2 separate regions of the Anas platyrhynchos genome follow, and region 1 is linked to region 2. The links are chromatin contacts, called in public Hi-C maps. All regions are on one chromosome and are shown on one strand. The core of a region is the stretch at or near the end of the contact, and the rest is flanking DNA. Distances in the headings are between cores, read along the strand shown. Region 1 overlaps LOC101793288. Region 2 overlaps LOC101793288.

Region 1 (7,346 bases), core at 3,636-6,135, 65 kb before region 2:
AGATGCAGAGCGCTTGGCAGAGACCCAAGGCGCGAGAGCACAGAGACCGTGAGAAAAATGTCTGCCTGCTGCCCAAGTGGATGGAAATCAGATGTCACGGCGGGGCTGGTAAGGGCAGGAAAGGAGGGAAGGCCCAGACAGGGCCTCGATCCTGATGGAGTTATCGATGGGGATTGCTCCCACCAGCACCACGAGCCTCCCACCACCGAGTAAATCAGGTGGGATTTGATGCCGTGGGCAGCTGAGGAGGAGAAGGGAGGTGTGGGGATGGGGAGGAAGCCGTTCTGCGGCTTGCTGGAAGCAGATAAGGACAAGTGGCACCAAGTGACGTCTGCCATGTCCCTGAGAGGCTGGGCGAGGTGCTCTTCAGCAGCAGGGCCAACAGCAGCCCATCCCCGTGCCACACACACCTACTGAGGGACGAGAGGCACAGGGTGGGAGCCAGGCTCTCATCCCCTGACGGGCTTTAGGGCATCTCTGCTCCACATGAGGGTCCCGTAGGGAAATCCCGTACTGGCATACCTGAAGAAGGAGCTGGTGGCCCTCTCCAGAGGTGTGGATGCTCAGGACACGCAGGAGGAGCCAGCAAGCACGCCTGCATTCAGTGGGGACATTAAGGCAGTGTGGAACCTTAAAAAGAAAAAAGAAAAAAATTGAAAAAAAAAAAAAGAAAGCCACCCCACCAAAACACAATTCCTATATCTCTACGCCCACACAGCACCTCTGTCGTCTTGCAGGGCCTGAGCCGGGGATGTTTGGGATCAGGGCTCCCTCTAGAGGGTTTTGAACAGCTGGAGACTGTCCCCAACCCTACGGGGCAGCTCCTCACCGGCCTGTCTGCCCCCAGCTGGGGGTGGTGGCAGCGATTTACCACTCGCGACGTGTCCCCAGCTAACAACTTCGTCACAGCACAGACTGCCCAAAGCAATGAGAGACTTCAAACATGTCCATTAAAAAAAAAATAATAATAAAAAAGGAAAGAAATGGAGATGTTAACTCATCCTTAAGGCTTTAATTAGAGCGCTGGCAGGGGGCAGGTAGATGGCTCGGCAGCATCTCACGGGCTTTGCGAGAGGGATCGCAGCTCTCCAGCTGCTCGGGCTGAAGTTGCAGGTAGAGAGGTCACGCCTCAGAAGAGAAGAGAGAGGAAAAAAAAGGTTGTAATGTTGATTTAGCTGCCTGCTTCCCACCGGGGGGGGGGGGGGGGGGCAGGAGAAAGCTGGAAAAAAGCAGCCACGAAGCTGCGCTCCGCTCCGATTGCCATCAGCTTTGCAGCTGGGACCGAGTTTCTCCACACTGGAGGAGGAAGAGCAGGACACAGCAGGCACCAGCAGCTCCTCAGGGGGTTGCAGATGATGGTTTCCTCATGGACCTTCACTAGATGGTGCTCTACACCATCCCTTCAAAGCCCCTTTGCAGCCTGAGAAGGTTTCCGTGCTGCGTTTTCAGCTGCAATCCCAAACGGGAGGAAAAAAAGGGCTCTTTGGGGAGGTGTTTCCTGCAGGGGCAATGCTGCGGGGTGGTGGTGGTGGTGGTGGGGCTTGGAGGAGAAACCATCCAGCAGCTCCCTGCTACGCCGAACCTCAGGGAAATGCTGAGAGGAAGAGGAGCTCAGCTGGAACGAAGAGTACATGTAGGGTCTGCAGCTCCTTCCCAAAGCATCCCAGCACCTCCAGCACCTCCAGTCCTGGCAGGAGCCACGAGGCCGGACCTCGTGGTGCCTCCTCCTTCCTCCCTTCAAAGTCCCGGTGCTGCCTCTGCCGCAGGGCGCTGGGCTCGGGGGCTGAATTATGGCTCTGTGCCGCAGGGTGGATGCTCTCCAGCAGCCTCCTGAAGCCCGGCGAGCTTGCTGCGCTGAGGCAGAGCTCCTTCCAGCTTAGCAAATTGAGCTTTTAAGCCGAGCTCGTCAGCCAGGAGATAAACACACTTGAAGTGTGTTTATTGCCCTTTGATAGGGAATACGATGCGTGGTTTTATACAGCGTGGGAGAGGAGAGGCTCCAGGGTGGCTCTCTGGCTGTGCAGGAGCTTTCCAGCAACGGAGATGGGGCTGCTTCAGAAAGAAAAAGGCTTTCAAGGCTTCAGCTCCATCCCCTTGCCTGCTTGCCATCTCCTCTGCTCCCTTTGCTTTCCTTTGGGGTTTCTTCACATTAGAGCCTCCGTGCCGTGGGTATTTTCAGCACGCACAGCATAAGATGTTTACCTTGAGAAGCCATCGAGAGCATTCGAGAGGCTCTTCAGAGCTTCCTGGGCCCTGGCAGAGCAGATCTGCCAGAGCCTGAGCAAGCAGATCGGCTCTGTGAGAATGAGGAGCCAGTCTCCTGCTCAGATGTTGGGGCTGGGGAACTGCCCCCCGCCCCCCCCCCCAGCTTTCAATAAAATAATTGGGCCCAGCCTGAAGGCATCTCAAGAAGGATCTTTAGCAGGCATCGCTGCTACAGGCAATGAAGTTGTTTCTGCGTGGATTCAGGTAGGGCTTTCTTCCAAGGCAATAGATTTGATTATTATTTTTTTTCTGGGTTTGCCACGATCTTCTTCAAGTCTTCCTTCAGGCCTTGGCACCATCCAGGTCTCCTGAAAAGTCATTCCCTGCACAGCTCCAAGCAGTCCTCTTGCTGAGGAGAGGTGATGCTGGGGCTCCATCACACACTCTCCTCCCACTGCGCCCTCACCTGCTTTGTCTTCGGTGTCTCAGTCCTCTCCTGGTGGGCTCTGCCAACAAAACCATCCATCCGGGATGCCCCTTCCAGCTCCGCACAGTTACACCTACCCCAGCTCTGCAGAAAGCAGATGGACATCTGCCACTTCTCCCGGTTTGAGTTTGCTGCAGGGTCAGGCAGAAACTGCTGCCTGCCTTTGCTGTCCCCATCGCCACGGCAGGCTGGAGCTGCTCCAGCATCAGGGACACCTCGCTCTGATGCCAGCTGCGAGTCCAAATTCCCCAGAGCTGCAGTGCAGAAGCACTGACGGAGCCCTTGCTATGACGCTGCGCGCATATGCTTTGTGGTAAGGCCGTGATAACTATCAAATGCTTCTTTTCCCACTTTCCCAGCAGGGCACCGGCGTTGTTGCCATCGCCCCGTCTCCTCGTCTCTTCAGGAGCGCCCTCGAGGACCGGCTTTGCATTTGGCTGAACGAGATGTTCTCGTTTGAGGAAGTGCAGCAGGGTTTCTCCTTGTTTTTTTCCACCCGTCCTCACAAACCGCACCAGCCGGGTGAGGCAGGCAGCTTTTCCTCCTGCTGCTCTGAGCAGGGTGCATCCCAGAGCAGGTTGGGTGGTGTCCTCCTCCCGAGCAGACGTCTTGGGACGCCTCTTGGGTAGGGGGAGAAATTTCCACAGTGTCACAGCACCGCCCCATGCAATGCCTTGTGTGGCCCTCAGCCAGTCTGGTCATCGTGGGTCGTATTGGGCACAAACAACAGGATTTGCAGCGCTCACGTGGGAGCTCGATTAGTTCAGGTGTGATTGCCAAAATAGTCTGTGCACGGGCACCCAGTTAATTCATGCATGTGTGCCCCATTAATTTATGCACAGGAGCTCAAATCGTTCATGCATAAGCACCAAATTAATTCGTGCGAGAATCCCCAATTAATTCGTGCATGAGGACCCAATTAGCTGATGCATGAGCGCCCAATTAATTTATGGATGAGCCCAATTACTTCATGCATGAGCACCCAAAATGCTCAAGCATGAGCAAGCAAAGAATTCACTCATGGGTTCTGGAGGAGTTGATGCGTTAGCACCCAACCTTTGCTCGTGCATGAGCACCCAATTAATTCATGCACAGCGCCTGACCAGCTCGTGCACGAGCACACGGTTAATTTACATGTGTGTTCCTATTAGATTTACCTGTGTGCACTTCATCATTTCACAGCCAAGCACCCAATCCACGTGTGAGCACCCAATTCATGCAGGTGAGGTGCACGGGGCCCCTTCACTCTGACACCTGCAGCTACGCGGTGACCCCTTTCTGCCAGACCAGGAGGTGCCCACAAAATCCACTACGCCAACCCATCAGGAACGTCTGTGGGGAGCAAGGTGTCCCCAAAAGAGCAGCAGGGCGGCTGGGAGGGTGCACTTGGCAGGGAGGGCAGCCCCAAAGTCCCACCAGTGGGCAGAAGCTTTCCCCAGTTTGATTTTAATGGGATTAAGATAGAGCCTGGGGGTGAGGGAGCCCAACCAGCTGTTTCGTAGCTCTTGGACATTTTTGCTCAGCCACCCTGCTCCTCTCAAAGCCCCGAGGGCTTTCCATAGCAAGCTGTTCCTTCAGTCTGCTCCTGGAAAATACACGTTGGTGCTGGGGAAGGCAGTAGCAGCGTTTTCCAGCTCTCAGCATGCCGATGTCATGCTCACCAGCCCTGCCTGCGGAGCCAGGGGATGCTCTGCTCTCCAGTTCACACCCACGCACATGGGCACAGGCACAAACACTGGGGTTTTTGTCTCTTGGATGAAAATAATTCATGTTATGGGTCACTGAAGCCAAATTCTTTCCAGCACCGCCCAGTTTTTAAAGCTATTAGAACAACATCAAGACGAATCGAGTTACCAAATGGTGTCACCACCACTTCCAATGCTCCCTGGCCCCAATCAGTCCCGTCCCAAGCGAGCTGCATCTTCTCTCAGTGCCTTAAACATAACCGAGGGCTTTTGAGCTCCTTTCTTCCCCAAGAGGCAAGAAAAAACACAGCTTTCTGGTGTGGACACTCAGGGTTTTGAGGCAAAGTTTCCAGCTCCCGAGGCTGATGTGTGCCCCTGCAGGCTCTGCTGGGAGCAGGGTCAGGATCTCGCGCTCATCCAGCATTTTTTCCCACGTGTTCATGCCCGATCCTGTGACTCCTCGCCGAGATGTCTTTGACAGAGGGAGCTGAGCTAATCTCCCAACACAGGGCTGTCCCGACTCCGCGCAGATAAAATAAATATTTAGCTTTAAAGCATCTAACAGCTTTCAAAGGGCCCGGGATGGCCCGTGCATGTTTAGACTGCGCGCACAGCAAAGGGTGCGCATCCCTTTAATCATCGCCGGTTGTCTTTGGTGCTTTTATCTGCAGATCTTCGCTGTCCTCTACGCAGAGGCTGCTCCTGTTCCTCTCGGCTTTGCAGATAAGGCAGTGGAGGCACAGCCAGGGTTTGCCCCAAGCCCAGAGGATGAGCTCCTCATGGGAGGAGCACCAAATAGCAGAGCAGGACCACCACAGGAGGAGCACCAAGCTCCACACACGGCCAGGACCATCATGGGAGGAGCACCATGCTCTGAGCTGTGGAGTCCAGCAACTCCTCTCTTCTAGGGGTCACCAAAGAGGAACGAGATGAGTCCTAATTTGAGAAATGAGCCATGTTTTTCTCTGGAAGTCTCAGACTTTAATGAGAGCCTGACCCAGGACCTTACAGCCTTTTTATTATTATTTTTTTTTAATTCCTTTTGAATTAACATATTTGCTCACTCGGTTCAAATGCATATTTCCCCTGACCCACAGCTACTTTGATGCGAAGTTCTTCCAAATCAGATTTCCCCAGGAATTTTTACTGAACACGACTGTCTCCCAGCTGTGGTAACATCCAGCCCTCAGGAGCGAACAGAGCTAAACTGACGGACAATCCCTTACCTTCCTCGGATAGAGGCTGCTGCGCACAGAGGATGAGCAAGGACGAGCTGGGGCCGGCCCCAGCCAGCAGAAGGAGGTACCCCAGGCTCAGCACTGGGTTGCCTACCTGGTGGTGGCTTGGCTGATCCTTATTTTTCCCTACAAGGAACCTCATGGTGTCCAGCTCCACCAGCTCCATACATCTTCCAGCTCCAGTCATCCTCCAGGTGGCTCCAACCTCCAGCCCCACGGGGAGGCAAGGCAATCGGGGGATTCAGGTTTCATCCTAGGCTGGGCTAGGAGAGACATACAGGCAGTTAACAGGGCCCTGAATTACATTTTTCAGTTAAAAAGAAAAAAGAAAAAAAAAGAGAGAGAGAGAAGAAACAACAACAAACTCTTTTTTTTTTTTTTTAAAGGTTTTGTACTCCTAATGCCACCAGCTTTCCAAGAAATTTTAAATCCAGTAAAATTCACCCAAATCCGATAATCGCTCATGAAAACAAAGGCTGGGCAGATTATTTTTGCAAAAATGTTGGCAGGCTTGGGGCTTCGTGAAACGCAGCTTTGTTGAATGATCCGCTGTGGGGAAAAACGCACATCATTGGTATTTCTGGTTTTGGAAAACAACTGGAACCGAGGCATTTCAGAAGGAACGGCCTTTAAAAATAGCACACTGCGAACTAGAAGGGGAAGGTTCACACTGTTAGTTTTCAACCCTGTTTTCCCCCCAGCTAAAAGGAAAGGGGTGGGAGGGGGGGGTGCTGATATTTTTAGGCTCCTGTTCGTGCCACTGATGCAAGGAAAGCTGCTTTTCCCAGAGCTGGCAGGGGCTCACTGTGGCAGGACGGCTGTGGGAACGTCTGCCTGCCCCAGCTCTGGGGAAACGAGGCTGGAAGGAGGTTTGGGGGCCAGGAGCTTAGTTGTGGGTGGCCAGGGTAGGGGCTCACCCAGCCCTAGCATTTTGGGGCCATTGCCAGGGGATTTCTTGCAGGGAGGTCTGCACAAGATGAACGTGGCGCTGCTGCGGCTCCTCAGCAGTGCTCAGAAACAGGCCTCTGAGGAGCTCTTTGCAGCTTGTTTTGGGGTGGTGAGGGTGGGATTAGGAGCAGCAATGCTCCTGCACAGCCCCACAAGGAGGGGAAGCTCCAGCAAGGCAGAGGGGTCCCTGCAAAAGACAGGGCATGAACAACGTAGGAGCCAGGAGCTCTGTTTTAGGCATGTGTAGGGTTTGCAGAAGTGATGTGCTTGCATATTGACACAGAACACTGGCATTAGCAACTTTATTTAAAAATAAAATGCAAGAGAGGGACAAGAATCGCATAACATAGGTTGTGTTTGTTAAATGTAAAAAAGAGCCTATTTTAGGAGAATTCACCTTCGTAATAACACTGCAAGGTATTCAGCATGTGAAAGCAGCAGCAATTTGGGAAAACTTTCCCAACACCACCCAGGCACCATCAATTCCAGTAGGTACAGGAAAGAGAGGCAGTGGTCTGACAATGCAATCAATTTGTTCTCAGCCTTCCTAACAGTGGTGGAGCCATGTGACAAAGCACTCAGCTAGGATGAACTCACTCTACCTAGTCCAAAAAAAAAAAAAAAAGAGTTTAATTTTTAAACGGGCACCCTTTGAAGGAGCAGGCTTCAACTCAGATCAGGCATCATCTTGTGGTTATGTCTGACCTCCTGCCAGAGCAGCTACAAGCTGTTCTCCAGCAGGAGGCAGGCAGCCAGCACAAGTTGTGCACTGCACAGCTCAGG
Region 2 (7,157 bases), core at 4,423-6,922:
ATAATTGTGAAGGGAGAAGAGCCCTATCTGATCCACTCCTAACAGAATTAAAGGCACTACAGCAGCTTGCACATAACAGAATCTGACTCAGAAGAAACTGGCCCAGCTCTGTGAAAGCAAACCAGCCCTAAGGCAAACGTGAGCACAGCGATTCTTTGTCGTGCTGTGCAGAGGGTGAGCGCCCTGAGCCGGCTAGGTAGCACAAAGCTGTAGCTCTGTCTGTCCTCATCTCTCTGTCAGACTGAGAAAAGGGGGCTCTCCGGAGGGGTGGCCTAGCTAGTAGCTGCATAGAAACAGTCACCAAGCCCAGAGCTGTGTAAGTAACACGGGGCTCTGAATTCACAGCCCGTAGGGGAATTTAAGCGTCTTGATGGAACTACGGAGTGGAAAAACCTTCCCAATGTAACCTGCTGTCCAACTGCATCTGGAGACATTTACACGCGGAGAAGTCATGTGCTAAAATGCCTACGTTAATTTGGAATGAAAGCTGGTTCGCATCCCACCATCTCTTTGAACAGGCAGAACGAGCATCTGACCAGCAGGAGAACTCTGCTGTGCTCCTGAAACTCCCTCCAGCTCTCCCACGTGACGGTACACACAGGAGTCTCTGCTCCTCAAAGAAGCTGGGCTATTGCCAACAGGTTTTCCATCAGGAATTCGCTGCTGCTCAGAGAAGCGTGAATCGTCTCATAGGATGAAACGTTTGCTAAGTGAGATGGGCTGCTAGCAGACACTGGTTTGATTTTTGGAGATAGCTGTATCACTAGCAAGGGTCCTGTGTCCTGGCTCCTCCACAGAAAAGGATTTGTTGGAAATTCCACCCAATATGGAGTAAACAGTGAGTAACTGAGATATGCTCTCTGCCCAGGGGATTTCTTGCCGGAGAAGACAAGCCCCTTTGCAGCAAAATATGGATAAATATGGATAAAATATGGATTTTAGCCAAATCTGGATATAATTATATCTGCGTTGCTCATATAACATTCCACAACTGGACAATTGGACCAACGCCATTGGCGTGCAAACTGATTGTGAGTCGCCATCAGTCTCTCTTTTAAATCCCCCAGACCGCTGACTTGCATCTGACAGAGCAGACAGCAAACACTGTGGCCTACATTATAAACAATTCCATACATGCAGAGAAATTGAGACAAGTTTGCCTCTTTGAAACATCTCACAGTCAGCTCCTGTTGGGAAGACGTTTCCTCGCTGGTTTGGTGCTGTTCGGAGCTGTTTCCAACTCAGTAGCACTGTGCGTGCAGAACAGAGGCAGGAGAATTCAACACCTAGGCTGGATCTGTCGGGTCCCAGTTTGGCCAGATGAAGGTACGGAGCCCAGTGTGGTGCTCTGAAAATAGCCCTCCCTCAGCTATAATGGGAATCTAGACTCCTTCCAACAAGGAAGGCCATATAAATTGATAGGCTTATGGTATTGTTAAACTTTTTTTTCACTTCAGTGCTTAAAAAATGAAAACCATGAGCCAAGCTCACCACTAACGCACACCCTTGACCAGTAAGGTTAGAGAAGGGGTGGCCGCAGCTCCTTGCTCTAAATACACACGTATTTCCTCTGCAATAACACAGGCTGTGCCGTAGTCTGCACTTTGACCGGCCCTGGCAAGGGCTCCTGCAGAGCACATCACTGACACCATTTAAGCCTGCTGGGATTGTATTTGTTTACTAGACTCAAGGAGCTGGCTCAGGGACAGCACCCATTTCCCAGCACAGAAACACAGTTAAACACGACTTAAAGAGAGAGTCCCTGCTTTGAGCCTGGTGCGTTTACACAGATTGCTCAGGCACCTGGATTTACCTATTTTCATCTGCCCTAGCTCTCCTTGCAGCACGCTGATCCAGCCACTTTCAAGAGTCCTTCAGGTGATCCTGTATACTGGAGACTGAGGGGAGTTTGGTTTCTCATCTCCCCGCTGCTTTTGTGCTTGCCTTTGATGCCCTGCTGTCCCTCTCACCCCCAGCTCTCCGCACTCCCCTCTACCTGCTCCTTCCCACATTCTGCCACCACCACTGAGCCTGTTTGTGCCCTGCATAAACGTCTGGGGTTCAGTTTTGCTTCTTTCTGCTTGTGAGGCAATGGCCGGGGACCACACGGAGGCCAACACATCCCTGTGGTGAACCTTGCTCTGCAATTTAAGGAGCTGCTTGACCCCAGCTGCCAAAGGCTACTTGTTCTGGAACAAGGCGTGTAGCTGAAAGGAACACCGGCCACTTCCACACCTTGACACGTTAGTTTAAAGCACCAGCAAAGATGGCTTTCTGCAAACATGTGAGATTCTGCATCAGAGTGTGCGCATGCTGGGGTCTCAGCCTCAGAGTACGGGTCTCACTACGACTGTTGGTGCAGCCTTCGTTGTGCTTTGCTTTCCAACTCCAGTGCAACTGGGACACACAGTCTTTCTGTTAGCACTCAAAACTAGTTTGGCTGTTTGGAACATGGTACATTCTGTTTACATTTTGTCTTGCCGTTCATAATTTACCTAAGACAACAACTCTGTCAAGTAACTTATAACCAGATTTGGCAAATTTCTCATAGAAGAGCATATTTCTCATGTAAGAGCCTTCCAGAAAACAATCCTGTTCTTCTGAGATCCACCCCTAAGTTATGCCTACCTCCCAGATGCTTTGGGTCTCAATGAACAGAGAGCAATGAACACTGCAGAAAAACATGGTGGAGGATGAAATTAACATGAGAAGAGGCATCAGCCTTCAGCTTGAAAGACAATATTGAAAAATCTTGTATTTTTTCAATATGAAAAAATAGCCACGCTCACAAGCTTTGCTCTGCCACAGAGAGCTAGAAATCTTGCTTTCCTGCTGACAGCTGATGTACTCACACAACACATCTTCTAGGAGATGGAAGCATTGTCAGACCTGGGAGGAAACAAAGTGTGTTTTCTATACATCACTTTGGCTGTCCATAGCTTGCTGGGTTGCTACCTGTGTCAGCTGTTTTCTCCTCTCAGCTTGCCTGAGTAACACAGTTAAATTGTGGCTGAAGTCAGACTGATCTCAGCCCACACTTGCCTTAAAATTGATGTGCCCTTCACACGCAAGGAAGGGCCAGCATCACTAACAGCTCACTAGTTTTTGTCAGATACTTTGGTTTGTCTATTGCCCTCTCAAAAACCTTGCCTTTGTTAAAGTGTATACACTAAAACACATTTTGCACATGCTGCTGATGAGTTACGTACTTAAGTATGTAGAGGCCAGGTATATGGGTAGTATTACCTCACTGATGTCACTCACTTCTGCCACTTTGAGGATGTGGTCTAAGCCATGGCAGGAAAAACGAGGCTGTTTTGACATTCATGAGCTGGTTAATCCACTAGGTAGCCTTCACATGCCAAGAATGTAAGCCTGCATGTTCATTAGAGGCTCCAAACATGGTTGAGACTTGCAATGGAGTTCCTTAGAAGAAAACAAAAACAAACCCCACTCCCAAACACACGGTACTGAGTGTCAGCAATTCTACCCCTGCCCAAATAAGCCTGAGCCAAAAACCAAAGAACCATATGGATATAAGAGATTTCTAAGGCCCACCTAAAATAATTGTAATCTTTTTTTTTTTTCCCCCTGGAACTACATAGCTTTCTTTGTAGTTCACATATTTAGATTGTTTAAAGACAACTTTGGGATTTTTAATGGCTTGCAAGTCACAAGAAAGTGGGCTGCTGATGTAGTAATGCCTTGTGTTTTTGTAACTGTGACTCCAGTAAAGATAGCTAGGGAGATTTGTATGAAAGAGTAACAAGCTTGCACTCCAAACAAAGGCTTTATATGCTGCATATAAATTAATGTTAATGTCATGCAACTAGAATAGATGGAGGCAGTCCCTTGAAGAACTGGAAAACTTCTGTGGGATACCCATAACAAGAGAAACCATTGCCTGGTGATTTCCCTTGCCCAAAGGTCAATGCTAATGGAATTAGTGGTGATACAGAAGATGTGAGCAGCTGAGATGTTCAGAAGAGTATCTCTGTACCTCTGAATAGCTCTGAGAGGCACTACAGCCCTGGGAGGAAACACGGATCACCACACAGGAGTGGCCATAACAGCTAACACCAACCGTAGGGAGGCCAGGCTCAGCAATTTCCTTTCACTGTCAGCAGAATAAAGATGACACGGAGCAGGAATTAAGACACTCTCAGAACAGAGGGGAACATGGAGCCTCAGGATGCTTGCTGCACAGCCAGCTCACAGACACCAATGGGGTAAAGCTGCTGGTCTCTTCTCAAGGGGGTCCCCATTGTGGCTGGAAGATGCCCAGGGACCAAGAGGCACTCCTGGCTCCCTGATCTCTAACTCCAACAAGAGCCAGGCAGTCTGCATTGATTCAGGACAGAACTCAGGGCCCTAACCACTGCATAAAGAAAAAAACAATGACTGCTTCAGGTCTTTTAGCATCTTCCAATGCTCAAAGACACATCAGCAGTGCAGTTCAGTAGCAGGCCACTTAGCTTATCCTCCTCTCACACAATGCTTTGTTTAACTTAGGTAACAGTAACTGCACAATTTTTCTTTCAATAACTTGCCTATTTAGAAGGCAGAGGAAAGGGCGTATTATCCATTCAGCCAGCTTTGATAATGCCCACCTTTTGAAACCACAGCCACAAACAATTTTCATGTAAAGCTTTCGAGGCTGATTGGTGAATTCAGTCAGACAAGCTCTTTCTGCCTGATAGCGCAGTAGCAGGGGTTATTTCAGCTATAATGGTCTAAGATAAATGCAGTTTTACTAAATTAAAAGCATTTCACAGAACTGTGCCAATTCAGTTGCATGTCAGGATGGGAAAAAATCAAAACATTCTGTGAAGATAAAATGCAAGAGCTTGACTTCCTGTTTTCAATTTGCTTGATTTTCTACTTTTATATTTCATTTTCATGGAAAAAAATTTAAATTAGTTAGCATTGCATTGACAATAGCACAAATGAAGGGCTCTGGCATTAGTGAAATGAAATGATCTGGTAGGCCCAAAGAACATTTTAAACTCATTCTATGGATAATTTCAGATCTTCAACTGTCTGATTCAATTTTGAATTAAAAAAATAGAATCAAGCACCACAATTTCTCAGGAAACAGAACGTCTAGCTTCTGATATGCAGCACTGCCAGACTCAGCAGAGAGGAAAGCAAACTGCCTGAAGTATAAAAACTTATCTAGCTTTTGATTAAAGCTTATTCCATATATAAAGCTTGCACTGCCAGAAGACACATTGTACCATACATATTTTGCAAATAAACAACAACAACAAAACTTATTGTTACTTTTTTATTTGTTTTAAAAGAAAAACTACACTGTTAGCAATCCAGTGTGTTTCAGAAGCTATTCTGCATTATACCATGCAGTAGTGGTGCAGCTTATAGTATAACCAAAAGCTCCAGTTAGGAACCATACTGTAAACTCCAAAATGAGAGATACAAAGCTTCATGTTTTCCCTACAGGTACTCCACTTTCTTGAGAATTATGAATAACTGAGTTTATGAAGCACATGGATGCAGATCATAACAAGTGCTCCCTGTCATCCTCAGTTCCTAAACCAGGAGGAGTGAGCCTGCAGACCTTGTGGGTTTTTGAGACAGCCTTTCTGAATCATTTTGACACACCATGCCATCTTTTTCCATCTAAGACTTCTAAGAAGGCTGCGCCCTCTCCTGACAGTTTAGGACTTAGCAGTAGTGACTCATAAAGCTGGTTTGCTGTGGATAACCAGTTGAGACCTTGGAGTTATCAAGACCAGTCCCACTTCAACTAAAACCTTTACTGCACTACGTAAGAGGGGCTTCGCACTGAGATGGATATCTCAAGATTACAGCGTTTTTTCATAATGTTGTCAGAATAGAAATAACATGGAAGTATAAGACAAAAAAAGGAAACAAGTTCAAAATGTTTGAAGATTTTTAGAACGCTACTCTAGAACAGTCTTCAAATAACACAGTGTCTGTAATCCATGCAATTCTGCGAAGGAAACGTTCATGTGTTGAAAATATAACCTTGAATAGGGTTGTAACTCGTGTTGAAAATATAACCTTGAATAGGGTTGTAACTCGTTGATTCCACTTCATAGAACAAATACATAACACGGCTAATGCTATTATAAAGAGTCAGTCTGCCTTCGTCAGCAAATGTAATCCCCTTCAACCAGCAAAGCTTACGCAGGAATGACTAAAAAAAAAAAATCCCACACATCTTGTCAATCATTCAGGCTACGCCTAAGTGAAGATCACCTTCACTTTTTCATGTAGGACACTTACCTCTCATCTGATCCTGCATTAAAGTTAAATGAATTTTACAGACTCACAACTGCATACTGATTAAAGCTTCTGATCCTAGAAACTACTGAACACCACCAAGAGAAGGAAATTTCCCTCTGGTCAAACTGGCAGGGACCATTTGGAAGGATTTTCTGCCTTTCTTTGTAACTTAGGATATGACTCACTTCCTCAAACCATCCGGGAATTTTACTTAACCATTTTCCTTCTATTCTAGGACCTAATTACTGACGCTGCTGATCTTTCTGGCTCTCTTCCTGTGGTACATGGTTGGGCTTGTGGCTCTTCCACACAAGAGCTTTGCATTTGTTTTAGGGTGCAGGGGCTCAGGTTGCTGCCTGGGTTGTTTAGAAGGCTGTGTGTTTATCCAATATGTTCATTCATATCATTGATGCCTCAGTTGTAGAAGATAATAATAAAATTAGCTCCTCTAATTATGTTATTTACAATATTGCCACAGGGGTGGGTAACACACACAGCCAATGACCATTATATAAACACGGCTGGTACAGGAAAAGATGCTCCATGGACTAACAGCACACTCTGAGGTATATTTTGGGGCTTTAGAACTTAATGGCTGTTGCCAGATATGGGAAAAAATTACCTAATTTGTCTGGTGCTTTACAACTAAGTATTTCACTTCTTTTACAGATTTTTCTCTTCACCCATACAATCGTAAACCACATTTTACACTGGGTGAAGGTCAAAGTTCTTTGATAGCTAAATTGCCTACCTTCCAGTCCCCTCATTGCTTCTCCTCCTCTCCTGCCAGGTCAGCACAAGCTTTACACTGCATTTCTCACACTAAGCTGGAAAAAAAGAAAACAGCCACCAGGTGGCGAAATGTAACACTCACCCAGCCTCATTAA

The links. Hi-C and Micro-C count contacts between places; a contact is called where the count stands out from the background.
Region 1: a contact with region 2 is called in a Hi-C map of liver, with 7 times the contacts expected there. The contact joins two enhancer-like sites. A contact is called at or near these places in 5 of 8 Hi-C or Micro-C datasets (F1 follicle, liver, skeletal muscle and 1 more).

What each region holds. Positions count from the first base shown.
Region 1 is chr3:13,313,155-13,320,500 of IASCAAS_PekinDuck_T2T, reverse strand. It overlaps LOC101793288, which reads right to left. Exons shown (of 26, transcript XR_011808005.1): 23 at 6,961-7,346; 24 at 5,710-5,878; 25 at 523-630. Among named protein-coding and RNA genes, the nearest start is that of PELI1, 18 kb to the left of the region's middle. Within about 2 kb of position 4,885, at least 2 of the 8 cell types and tissues checked have an H3K27ac peak or open chromatin away from gene starts, as enhancers often do.
Region 2 is chr3:13,249,581-13,256,737 of IASCAAS_PekinDuck_T2T, reverse strand. It overlaps LOC101793288, which reads right to left. Exons shown (of 26, transcript XR_011808005.1): 2 at 7,022-7,097. Among named protein-coding and RNA genes, the nearest start is that of AFTPH, 5.7 kb to the right of the region's middle. Within about 2 kb of position 5,672, at least 1 of the 8 cell types and tissues checked has an H3K27ac peak or open chromatin away from gene starts, as enhancers often do.